Linked DNA regions of Mus musculus: region 1 is linked to region 2. Evidence: chromatin contacts called from public HiChIP or PLAC-seq data. All regions are on one chromosome and are shown on one strand. The core of a region is the stretch at or near the end of the contact, and the rest is flanking DNA. Distances in the headings are between cores, read along the strand shown.

Region 1 (5,802 bases), core at 1,765-4,264, 710 kb after region 2:
ACATAATGAGCTCCCCGAGGATTAGCAAAGAAAGATCTATTCTGCTGCAAGGTTTAGTTCTATTTCTAGTACATTCAGCAAGGTATGCCCTGCCCTGTTGACTCCACTGAATATCCTTATTTACTTATTGTGATTAGGAGAAAACTGCCAGGTACAGCAGAGCATGAGGAAGGCACAGGGACTTCAGTTTGTTATCAGTTTGTCTGTATCCAGGGATGCAAACAATACACCCAACAGGTAATATGTAGCAGATGAATCTCAGGTTGGCAGCAAGGGACAAGAATCTAAGGCCCATTGTGAACCTGTCCCCCAACTCTCAGCAAAGCAACCAAAAGCTTGGAATGCCCCATTTGTATCATCCCTGGAGACACTGAGAGGGAGCCCCTGGGTGACATGACTCACTAGGGTAAGTCTCTGAAGGACATTGCTCTGCTGGAGAAAAATGGAAAAAAATCCCAGGCTGTTCTCCAGATGTTGCATTCCCCAAAAGGGATGGGAACAGGCCAAGGCTATTTGGTGCTATTCCCTCCCAAGTCTGAATTGCATTCCACAGTTATTCTCAAGACCTGCAAGTTATCCAAGAGAAAGGAGACAGTCTGTGCAAGCCCTAGGCTACCTGGAGAGTAAAACTTCTTATGTTCCACCAATTACTCTTATTTACAGTAAAAATAAATAAATATTTATTTATTTCACACAAAACTTGTCCAGGGCTATGGTTGAATTTCACATAGCCTAAAACCTAGACCTGAGAAGTTTAACTTTATTTAAAAAAAATGTAAACAATCTGGGTATGATGACACATGGCTATAATCCTAATACTAGGAAGACTGAAGCAGGAGAATCACAAATTCTAATCCACCCTAGCTACACAGCAAGACCCGATTTCCCAATGGAGACAAAGAGAAAGGGAAGAAAGGAAAGAGGGGGGAAAGTCAAGAGGGAGCCAGTAAGGAGAAGGGGAGAAAAACAGGAGAGAAGGGGTGGGGAGAAGGAGGAAAGGGGGGAAGAGGAGAGGAGAAGAGAGGGAGAGAGCACAAAGGACACCCCATTTGAAATGTAACTTTAAGGATGGCATCCCAAGGGATCAAGTTCCCATCCAGGTATATAAAACATTGTCCAGCATCAACAAAGCAATGACATGACCCAGAAACACACCAAGACTACTTGAGTAGATGGAGCAGAACTTTAGCAGAACTGCTGTATCTGGCATGAATTCCAGAGTGGTGGCACCTCAGCTTTGAAGTAGCCTTTCATCAGTGATTGTTATCTGAGATTTTATGGGGTTTTTCTTTTGAAGGATTCTCAGAGCTTTTGAATAGCTTTGTCTAGAGACCAAACCAGGAAGTCTCTAAGGTAGAGAATTGCTTAGGTCTTTCAAGATAACCCCTAGATCAGATAGGAAGTTTGGTATTCAGGAAATTGACTTGCTAAAAATGCCTTTAGTGTAACAATAAAGGGAGCTCCTAGGAAACTTCCAGGTTCAGTCCTTGAGTGGCTGATCCCAGTGCTGCTGAGAAGACTAAATTCATCCTGCACCAACAAGTAGGGGTAGTAAGACAGTATGTACACAAATACCCATCCATACAAGAGAGGTGGGACAAGCTCACAGTGACAACCTAGAAGCTAGAAAGACTGTGGGAATATGTACAGAATTGGTAGGACCAAGCAAGAGAGAAGGTCATTTCTATACCCAGGGACTGCCAGTAAACAGAGTACAAGGGATGGAAAAAACTAGGGAGGAAAGCTAAGGCTTTGCTTCCATTGGTCCAGAAATGTCCTCCTAAATAATCAAAATCTATCCTCCTGATTCAAAGGCTGGAAGTGACAGAAAGCTAACCCTAGGGACACACACCTAGAGCCCAGTCCATCACAATGACTGTGTGTAGAGATAATCAGAGTTCTCAGGACACTAATGATATTAACTGAGCTACATTACTTCAGTCCAGCCAAGGCCGGTGGAGAACTTCTAATTAGCAGAGTTCTGACAAAATTCACTCAATGATCTCAATTGCTGCTGAGGTGAGGAATACCACAGTTAGGGTCCATTTACCATAATTTGTGAGCCTTACCTGCCTAACCTGTGAATAAAAGTGATGGGAACCTATGAGCTTAACACAATGGCATTTGTTATCCATGTTAAACATGATTGGCCTTCAATTAAAGGACCATCACTCACATTAGCTAACATGCAAGTGCATAGGCACACCTTGGTATAATGCACCTGGTGGCCTCCCAAAATTCTGACAGGGCACACAAACAAGGATAGTTGAGTGTCCTACCTGCCATGCAAACCACCTCTGCAGTTTAACCAAAGAACCATAACAGATGTGTGCATGCATATAACTTAAATAGCCAATTTTCTTCATATAATATATGACTCAATTCTCAAATATGAATAGACCAATTTACTGATAATAGACTCTCTTTATCTTTTTTTTTAACTGACATATTTTACCCCATTTGTAGCATAGGGATTTACTGAAAACTTTGGGGATGGGAAATATTTTTAAATGCTGTGAAGTTTCTTGGTGGGGTTAGTGAGTTTGTTTAAATATTGTTACCTAATACATTCTATGTTGGGGTGATGACAAAATATTTTGGCATTAAGAACAAAAGGAATTTTGCCCAAGGCTTTTCCTCATTTGCAAAATGAACTGCAAACAAAACTCAAGATTCTTGTTCCATAATCCCATTATGGGCTCAAGCAGCCAATAAAGACTGTCCAGCTGGCTGCGTGGAATGGGGTCCAGCATAATTTATTCTGTTGAAACCCTTGCAATTAATCACCTCAGATCAATCACTTTCAAATATTCTTTTATTTTGTCCTAGAGAGACCCACCCTACATGATTATTTTTGGAAAAAAAAAGTGTCTTTTCTCTCAAACAAAAAATTTCCATAATAAGATGAAAGGCGGCATATTGAATGTGAAAATTTATGTGGTCCGGGAGAATCTGTTGTGTCCAGCAGTAATTTGGTTTTACATCTGTGTCCCATCTAGACAGGGATAGTCACCCAGTCATTAAATAAAATACCAAATTTTCAAATTGTCTGTGAAGACACAGCAGTTCATTTGAATAGAGTTCATCCAGGAACATTGCTAATACTGTTCTCAAAATAACAACACATATGCATGGCAGCCAATTTTAAAAGTATGCTAGCAAAAGGAAACAGGAAATGAAATGATCCAATGTCCCTTCTGCTCCTCAGAGGTGGCTTCTGAATATTTGATCTGTGATTGCCCAGTCTTCCCCTCCTTATGCATACATGCACGCAGTTATGCATTCAAGATAAGCGTGTGTGAGATACTGTAGAGACTTAAGTTAGGAGGCCTTTGCATTCGTCATAAATCACTTCATCTTCACCACGCACAGAGAGATAATAGTCTCTGTCTCCAGGTGGTTTGAACTCAGAACTTTTGGGGTTGGTTGGTTGCTTGGTTTGTTGTTGTGGTTGTTGATTGTTTGTTTGTTTGTTTGTTTGTCTGTGTTTGTTTTGTTTTTCTCATACTCTTTAACTCCTAACAAATTTCTGGCCTGGATTCTGACTCCCACCACAACCATGCCAGCTTCCATTTCCTCTCTTCTCCATCTTCTCTGTCAACATCTTGTTTTGTTTCCACTTATGTCAGCTTGTCATATCCTATAGCCCCCTGCCCTTGTTTTATTTTTGAGATGTTTGGTAGGGTGGGGCTTGTTGGTGGTGGTAGAGGTTTGGTTTGTGAGAGTAAAAGGTTTATTTGGCTTACTGTTTACAGTCTATCATCGGGCGAAACCAAGGCGGAAAGAAGGGAAGAATCTGGAAGTAGGAACTGAGGCGGAGTTCATGGGAGAGTGCTGCTGACAGCTTGCATCCCATGGCTTCCTCAGCTTACTTTATTATACAACCCAGGACCAATTGCTCACGAGGGGCACCATTCAGAGTGGACTGGGCCCTCTGACATCAATCATTAGTCAAAAAACAGGATGCTGGGGAGATGTCTTTAATGAGATTCATTGCTCTTGCACAGGAAGTCAAGTGTTCAGTTCCCGACACTAATACGGTGGCTCACAACCATCCATTAACTTCCATTCCAGGGACCCAATGCCCTCTTCTGGCTGCTGGCTGCTGTGGCCAGCACAGATTTGATTTGGGTTTGGGCTTGGGTTTGGGTTTGGGTTTGGGTTTGGGTTTGGGTTTAGGTTTAGGTTTGGGTGTTCTGAGACAAAATCTCAGTATATAGCTTGGGCTGCCCTCCAACTTGAGGTATTCCTGCCTCCGTTTCCCATGTGCTGATCTTACAGGCATGTACCACACCAGGTCCTCTGATATCAGCTCCTGCCTCTACCCCTACCCTCCCCTTCAGTGTCTACCTCTTGCTACCACTTGCTTCCTGCATATGTTCTGCCCAGACATCTTTGCCTAGAGCTAATCCTCCTAACAGTACAATTCTCCTTGGTAGGACTCATTGACATCCTGTCTCAATTCTCTAGTTTCTTACATCCCTCTACTAATAGGAATCTATTATTATATATAGACATATGATTATTAGATATATTATCATATATTTCTATTATTAGATGTAGGTACTAGTAGATATAATCTACTAATAGATATAGACAGACAATTCATTAAGGATTCTGTTATTCTGATCTCAGCTGAGATCTGAGACTTCTTACTCCTTTCTAAGATTAAAAGAAAAGTTTCTTATTTATTTTTGAGATCATAATTTAATTATATTTCTCCCTCCTCTTCCCTCCCTCCCAGCCTTCCCATATACTCCTTGCAACTCTCCTCTAAAGTCATGGCCTCTTTTGTCATCAATTGCTATTGTATGCGTTTGTGTATTTGTTTATATATTCCTAGATATAACCTGTTGGGTACATATAGTGTAACTTGTATGTGCATTTTTAGAGCTGTTTGGCACTGGGTAACCAGTTCATGTGCACTTTCATGTGCAAGGTCCACCTCTCCTACTCCCAGCTTTCCCTAGTTGCCTACAGTTCTTTGTGGAGGTTGGAAGCCTTGTGGACTTTGCCCAGTCTGTCATGTTCATTGGTACCATCCTTTACAGCTCATGATTGGTCAGTCATGTTGACGAAACTTTGAGTATAGCTTCTGATATTACTAGGAAGGATGTTCTCATGGCAGACTTCCTGACCCTCTGGTTCATGCCTATCCATCCCTTCTTCTACAGTGTTCCCTGACCTTGGGGGTGGGAGTGTTTTGTAGATACATCCATTGGGATTGGGCTCCACATTTTGATTGGGTTATGGTTTTCTGAGGCCATTTCCATCTGTTGGAAAGAGAAATTTCTTTGATGAGAGCTGAAGAGTCCCCTTCTCTGTGGAAATAAAGGACAAATGTTTAGGGATTGTTGTTAGGGATTATGCTGTTTGAGTAAATTAGTGATTGTAGATTCTCCTCAAAAAGCCATGTTTTCATTAACATTGATGTGTTAGCTAGACTTCCAGTAGCAGGCATGATAGCTCTAAAAATTATTTTTTTGTAGATCAGAATTTTAAAATAGTTACCTTGATATAGGAGAAACTGGGGTCTCTACTAGGGGTTCTTCGACTCATTAATAAAAGAATTTAAGAATGAACTCAAAGTGAATCTCAAGGACAATTTTGTTAAGATTCAAAAGAGAAAAATTCCAGGGCAGGCAGGTGGTAAACCTCAGCAGCATTCCAGAGGAAAAGCACAGGGGAGAGAAGAAGAAAAGCCAGGGGCAAGCAGCCACGTGGTGGGAGGGTAGAGAGAAAGGGGAGTACTTTAGAGAAAGAGTAAGGAAGCCCAAAATGCTGGAGAAATTAAGCACATTA
Region 2 (5,469 bases), core at 262-2,761:
GGGTAGGGGAGTGGTATGTTCGGAGAGCTGGCACAGAGTGATCCCTGGGCGGCCGCAGAAGCCGCTCTGCACCGGTGGCACAGAGGCTGCGGGGGCGGAGGCCCCGCGGTGGCCGCTGCCGGCACCACCAGCGCATTCCTGACAGTAGGCGTCACGGGCGCTGGCTCCGGCCATTCACCCATCTCCCTCAGCCTGGAACACCCCACGCAACCCGGAGGCTTTGGGGATCTTCTCCCAGCTCAGCCTGCGCCCCTGCCCCCAAACCAGATGGCTGGTGACACCCATGAGGGGCTTCCTCCGCGAGCGGGAGGGCTTCCACGCTGCTCTGTATGCTCCAGCACTGGGCCACCCTGGCGGCCCGCTCCGGCACGGCTCCAAGGAAGGACAACACAAGGCCATGCGGCCACCAGAGGCTCCTCCAGCAGGGTCACTCCGGACACCTAGCGTCCTCCTGTCCCCAAGACCACAATCACTCCCATTGCTGCCCCTGCCCAGAAAGGATAACATTTTCCGGCGGCTCGGGACCGGGAAGTCCCTCAAGGAGCCACATTAGCAGACAGGGCACCAGATCCCGAGCCCCCGGGCGCACCGGTTCAGACCGCCACGCGGTGTGCCGAGTCTTACCTGAAGTGTCCCACAGGCTCAACTCTATTCTTTGTGTGTCGATTTCAAAACTGGCAGTGTAATTCTCAAACACCGTAGGGACGTAATTCTGGACGAACGAAAGGGACAGAAGAGGAAGGTGGCAAAGAGATTATTAAAAACACGACCCGTAGATCGAACACTTGAAAAACCACCAAGCCCCCAATTAAAAAACCACCACCACCAACAACCTCACACTCCTTACACAGTAAACACGCAGCCCCCTCCCGAGAGCCCACCCAGGTCTCCCCACCCGGCCTCCCACACTGAAACCAGCAAGTTTCTGGGGCCAAGAGCCCAGGGTGCTGGCGGGTCCCAGCCAAGACCCTTCCAGGACACTTTCGCTTCCCGGCCGTGTGGCGGCAGAGACGGCTGGGCATGAGAAAGATTTTCAAGAAAATCAGTGAAGCAGGAGAAAGGCGCAGTCCTCCAGACCGGGGACCCCACCAGCCGCTCCCCTCAAGACGTGCGGGTCACACTCACTTCTGGGAAGCAGTCCTTGGCGAAGACGTGGAGCAGCGCGGTTTTCCCACACTGGCTGTCGCCCACTACTACTATCTTGCATTTCACGTTCTGATTAGGATCCATGATAGATTTACTGGATAATTTCTGGCTGGCTCTTCTCTCCTTCATTGATGTTGCCTTATTTTCTCTTGGAACAGGAATTTTCTCTTTAGAAGAAAAAATATATATATATATATACTTCTCTCTATAAAAAGCAGATATAAAAATAAATCGCAAGGCCGGCGGGAACCCCTTTAAGCACAGCGGAGTGGAGGAGGAGAGGCAGCGGCTCTTTACTCCTCTCCTACAAGTTTTCTGCCTGACTCCGCGCCTCTCTTCCCAAGTCCAATTCCGATCGGTCTGCTTTGTTTCACGCTCTCCGCGCCGCTTTATACGCCCAGCCTTCCAATCCGCTCCGCTTTCTCAATGAGAGAAGGAAACCGATCCGCCTCCTCCCCTTTTATGGAGCCTGGGAGCCAGCACGGCCGCCCCGTTGGCGGAAAGTGTAAGCAGCGCGCCCTCTAGGGTGGCGTGCAGGATGGCTTGCAGACCCAGGTTCTGGCATAACCTGAAGGTGCCAGGCAGGATTTGCAGATGGGTAGGTTGTTCAGGGCCAGGGTGAGGGGAAGCAGATAATCTGTGCACATGGATTTGCATTGGGATTCCTTTCAAATTGCTTTCCAAGGGGCTCGCCTCCAGAAGCCTCGTCATCATTTGTGAAAATAAAAAAAAAAATTCCCAATCAAATTAATAATACAGAAGTAAATCTTGGAAGGGAAAGGCTAAGTTTTTGTGTTCCCAAACCCATAAAATCATTATCTATCTATCTATCTATCTATCTATCTATCTATCTATCTATCTATCTATCTATCTATCTACCTACCTATCATCTATCTTCTATCTATCTATCTATCTATCTATCTATCTATCTATCTATCTATCTATCTATCTATGTATCTATCTATGTATCTATCTATCTATCTACATATATAGTACATAATAACATAGATGATTTATTTCAAACACTAGAACTCGTTTTCCTTGACCTTTGTAGAGGACTGGCTTTTTAAACTGTCAGATTCAGCTATTCCAGAGAAGGTAGGAGGCTTTGGGGAGTGACATGATAATGTGAATAGGTGCAGGGGCGAGAAAAAAGAGAGATGACAAAAACTATCAGAAACTTGGCCGCAACTGCCACTCTCTCTGTGACAGCTCTAGAACCAGGGGTCTAAGCACTCTTTGCTCCCTTCAGCTGTACCCTCCCTCCTTCACCTAAGAATCAAGGAGTTGGACTTAAAAAGCACACATGCTCATTGTGGAAAATTTAGGGACTCCCCTCCTCCACACACGTACTCCAGTCATTCCAAGTCTCCCTTTCAACAAGTCTTAGAAGAGACAGACAAGACTGTGTTTGTTCTCTTGTCTTCTGAGAACAGTGTCTTCATTGCCAGTCACCCCGACAGCCAGGAAGCGTCAGTTATTAAATTTGTAGTGAAGGTGTCTGGGAAGAAAGTTCAGCCTGTGAAGGGCTTGGTCAAGTGCGACTTGAATTTCACCACCAGCACCCATATAAGGAGGCACTCCTGAGACAGACCCAGAGGATCCGTGGGGCTTGCTAGCCAGCCAATCCAGTCAAATTGAGGAACTCAGGATTCAGTGAGAGGCCATGACTCAAAGATAATGTAGATAGAAATTGAGGAAGATAAACAACCTCTGGCTTCCACACATATACTAAACACATACATATAAGTACTTACACATACACACACAACCCTTTAAGGAAAGTATAGTGACTGAATATGTAGTGAATTACTAGAATCATGAAATCACAGGACCTAGAATGCTATCTTACTTCTTTCAGACTCGAGAACCTTGAAGTCGTCCCCTAAAGACAGTCCTGAATCTATCTTTGGGGATAGGTGTGTTTTACACAGGCTGACCATGGAAAGGGCAGAGCTGGCCGAGGTCATATGTCTGCATTTGCCAAAATTTGCTTGGCAGAGCTTTATTCGTTTGCCCCAATATCATCTCTTAAAGTCTTAGGTTGCACTGTCATGTCACAGAGGGAAAAGTATCCTATGTGAACTTCATAGAGTTTACCCTAGCATTTCCCTAGTCTTCCTAGTGCGGGAAATGCTCCTCAAGCTGTTTGTGTGGTCGAGGGAGATTGGGCAGAGCAGTGGGGGCTTTCAGACAAAGATGCATTTAGGCCATGAGCTTCACAGCTTCTGGCTAAGTGACACTGGAGTAGTCATTTCATCTCTGTAAGCCTTAGCTTTATCTTCTTTAAAATAGGTTTCATGAAGACATTGGTAAGAAGATGACAATGGCGCCTGCCTGTACTTGGTATTTCCCTGTAGCTCCCACTTGCTTGCCCAGAACCAAGTCTCATGTCTGGGTGAATCCTGGATTCATTAGTCGACTTACTAATAAGAAGTGGGCACATTTTTGTTCTCTCTCTCTCTCTCTCTCTCTCTCTCTCTCTCTCTCTCTCTCTCTCTCTCTCTCTCTTTCTCTTTTTTAACCTATGACACTTCCCCTTCCAGAGAGATGACTTGGCCTGCCACATTCCTGAATTGATATAGTTTATATGGTCAAAGTCACCTTACCTACAATTAATTATTAGTTATTTTGAGTTGACTTGTTAATGAACTGGACATCAGATAATTTATCATCTAAGCTATATCTGAGCACCAAATAAGACACCGCCAATGATCTGGCAGGCCTCCAGGCTTAAAGGAGTTTACTCCTTGCTAATAGTAGTATAGTCACTTCCCCAGGGATTGCTCTGGAATTATAGTGGATAGATATTTTTAGAAACCAGGTGACCTGAATCTCCAGAAATTTGCCAGCTGCTAAGTGAAATGTAATAGACATGTGACTGAGTAGCAAATCAACTTCCTGAAGCCACCAGCACTTCTAGGAAATGAATTCTTTCTTTTGTCTTTTGAATGTACTTTTAACACCTAAACATTTAGTTTAGTAATTATTTATTAGGTGCCTGCTATATGCCAGGCACTGTTCTAGGAGCCTCAAATAGGGCAATAAACATGAAATTTTCTTTCTGCTCCCAGAGAATACATTTTAGACAGTGCTCAATAAAATATAAGGAAGAGAGTACACAAATCAGACTGAATGTGCTGAGCTCTGTAATGCAAACCAGGATTCTGTGAGAAAGCAAAGTTTAGTGGTGCTTTCTCAGTGTGTCTCCGTGGAGATGGATTCCTTGAGAGGAGGAGGGGGAGGAGGAGGAGGAGGAAGAGGAAGAGGAGGAGAGGAGGAGGAGGAGGGAGAGGAGGAGGAGGAGGAGGAGGAGGAGGAGAAATCAGCCATAAGCAGGCCTTACAGCAGGCTGTTCCAGGCAGGAACAGACAACAGGAAGGTCAGATGGAGGGAAAGTGTTTGGCAGCCTTGAGGAACAGAAGGAGGGCCAGACTGAGGCCCACTGAAGGGAAGCATCAGGAGAGGGAGACACCAGGAAGAGCAGGGGCTGGGTAACCAGTCTTAGAATCTGGACTTTTCTGGGAAGGGTCACATGAAACCAGTCACAGAAGGGCATATATCAGGGTCATAGCATGATTGTATGAATGAACAAGGAGGCAAACAGATGACTCTGGACCTGGGTCTGGATCTGGGTCTGCACTTTTCTGTAGCTTGGCTTCCTGGATGAAGCCTCATCTTAACTGAGAATATTGGACACAAACACACCTTAAGCCCTAGACAACGTAAAGATGCTAGAATGCAAAGAAATGTTTCCCTGGAGACACAGAATCACCCCATTGAGGGCATCATCTATGGCCTAATGGCCTTCCTTGTGCGGTGCTCCTTGTTAGTATTTCTTTGTCTTCTCGTGGCTCTTTCTTACTTGCTAAACCATGAAGGTTAAGAAAGGGGAAAATAAGCAGCAAGAACGTCTGTACGGTTTTGTTAATTGTGCAAATATTCAGTTGCTCTAAATGGTTTTAACGGAAACATTATTTCTTTCTCTTGTGACAAACCCTTTCATACTGGGGAGAGGGGCCATCCTCCTTCCATAGCCAATGCATCCCTTTTCACGACAATAAAAGATGATTTGATAACAGTATAAAGAGTGGATGTAGATTCTGTATCTAGGGGCAGCACAGATAAACAACAGTTCTGTGTCCTTCCTTCCTTCCTTCCTTCCTTCCTTCCTTCCTTCCTTCCTTCCTTCCTTCCTTCCTTCCTTCCTTCCTTCCTTCCTTCCTTCCTTCCTTCCTTTCTTTCTTTCTTTCTTTCTTTCTTTCTTTCTTTCTTTCTTTCTTTCTTTCTTTCTTTCTTTCTTTCTTTCTTTCTTGTTTTAAG

What was found. HiChIP or PLAC-seq counts read pairs in DNA pulled down with a chosen protein or histone mark.
Region 1: an H3K27ac HiChIP or PLAC-seq map of VIP interneurons shows a contact between it and region 2, with 8 times the contacts expected there. The contact joins the enhancer-like site here to the promoter of Rnd3 in region 2. A contact is called at or near these places in 7 of 39 promoter capture datasets (the 3T3-L1 cell line, frontonasal cranial neural crest, hippocampal neurons and 3 more) and 16 of 115 datasets of contacts at active chromatin or transcription factors (SST interneurons, VIP interneurons, bone marrow-derived macrophages and 12 more).

What each region holds. Positions count from the first base shown.
Region 1 is chr2:51,856,972-51,862,773 of GRCm38.p6, forward strand. No RefSeq gene overlaps it. Among named protein-coding and RNA genes, the nearest start is that of Rbm43, 75 kb to the right of the region's middle. Within about 2 kb of position 3,015, at least 1 of the 459 cell types and tissues checked has an H3K27ac peak or open chromatin away from gene starts, as enhancers often do. A contact at or near this core is called in VIP interneurons, where this site is marked.
Region 2 is chr2:51,147,600-51,153,068 of GRCm38.p6, forward strand. Rnd3 (Rho family GTPase 3) reads right to left here and starts at 1,512. Exons shown (of 5, transcript NM_028810.2): 1 at 1,126-1,512; 2 at 625-712. The coding sequence starts at 1,275.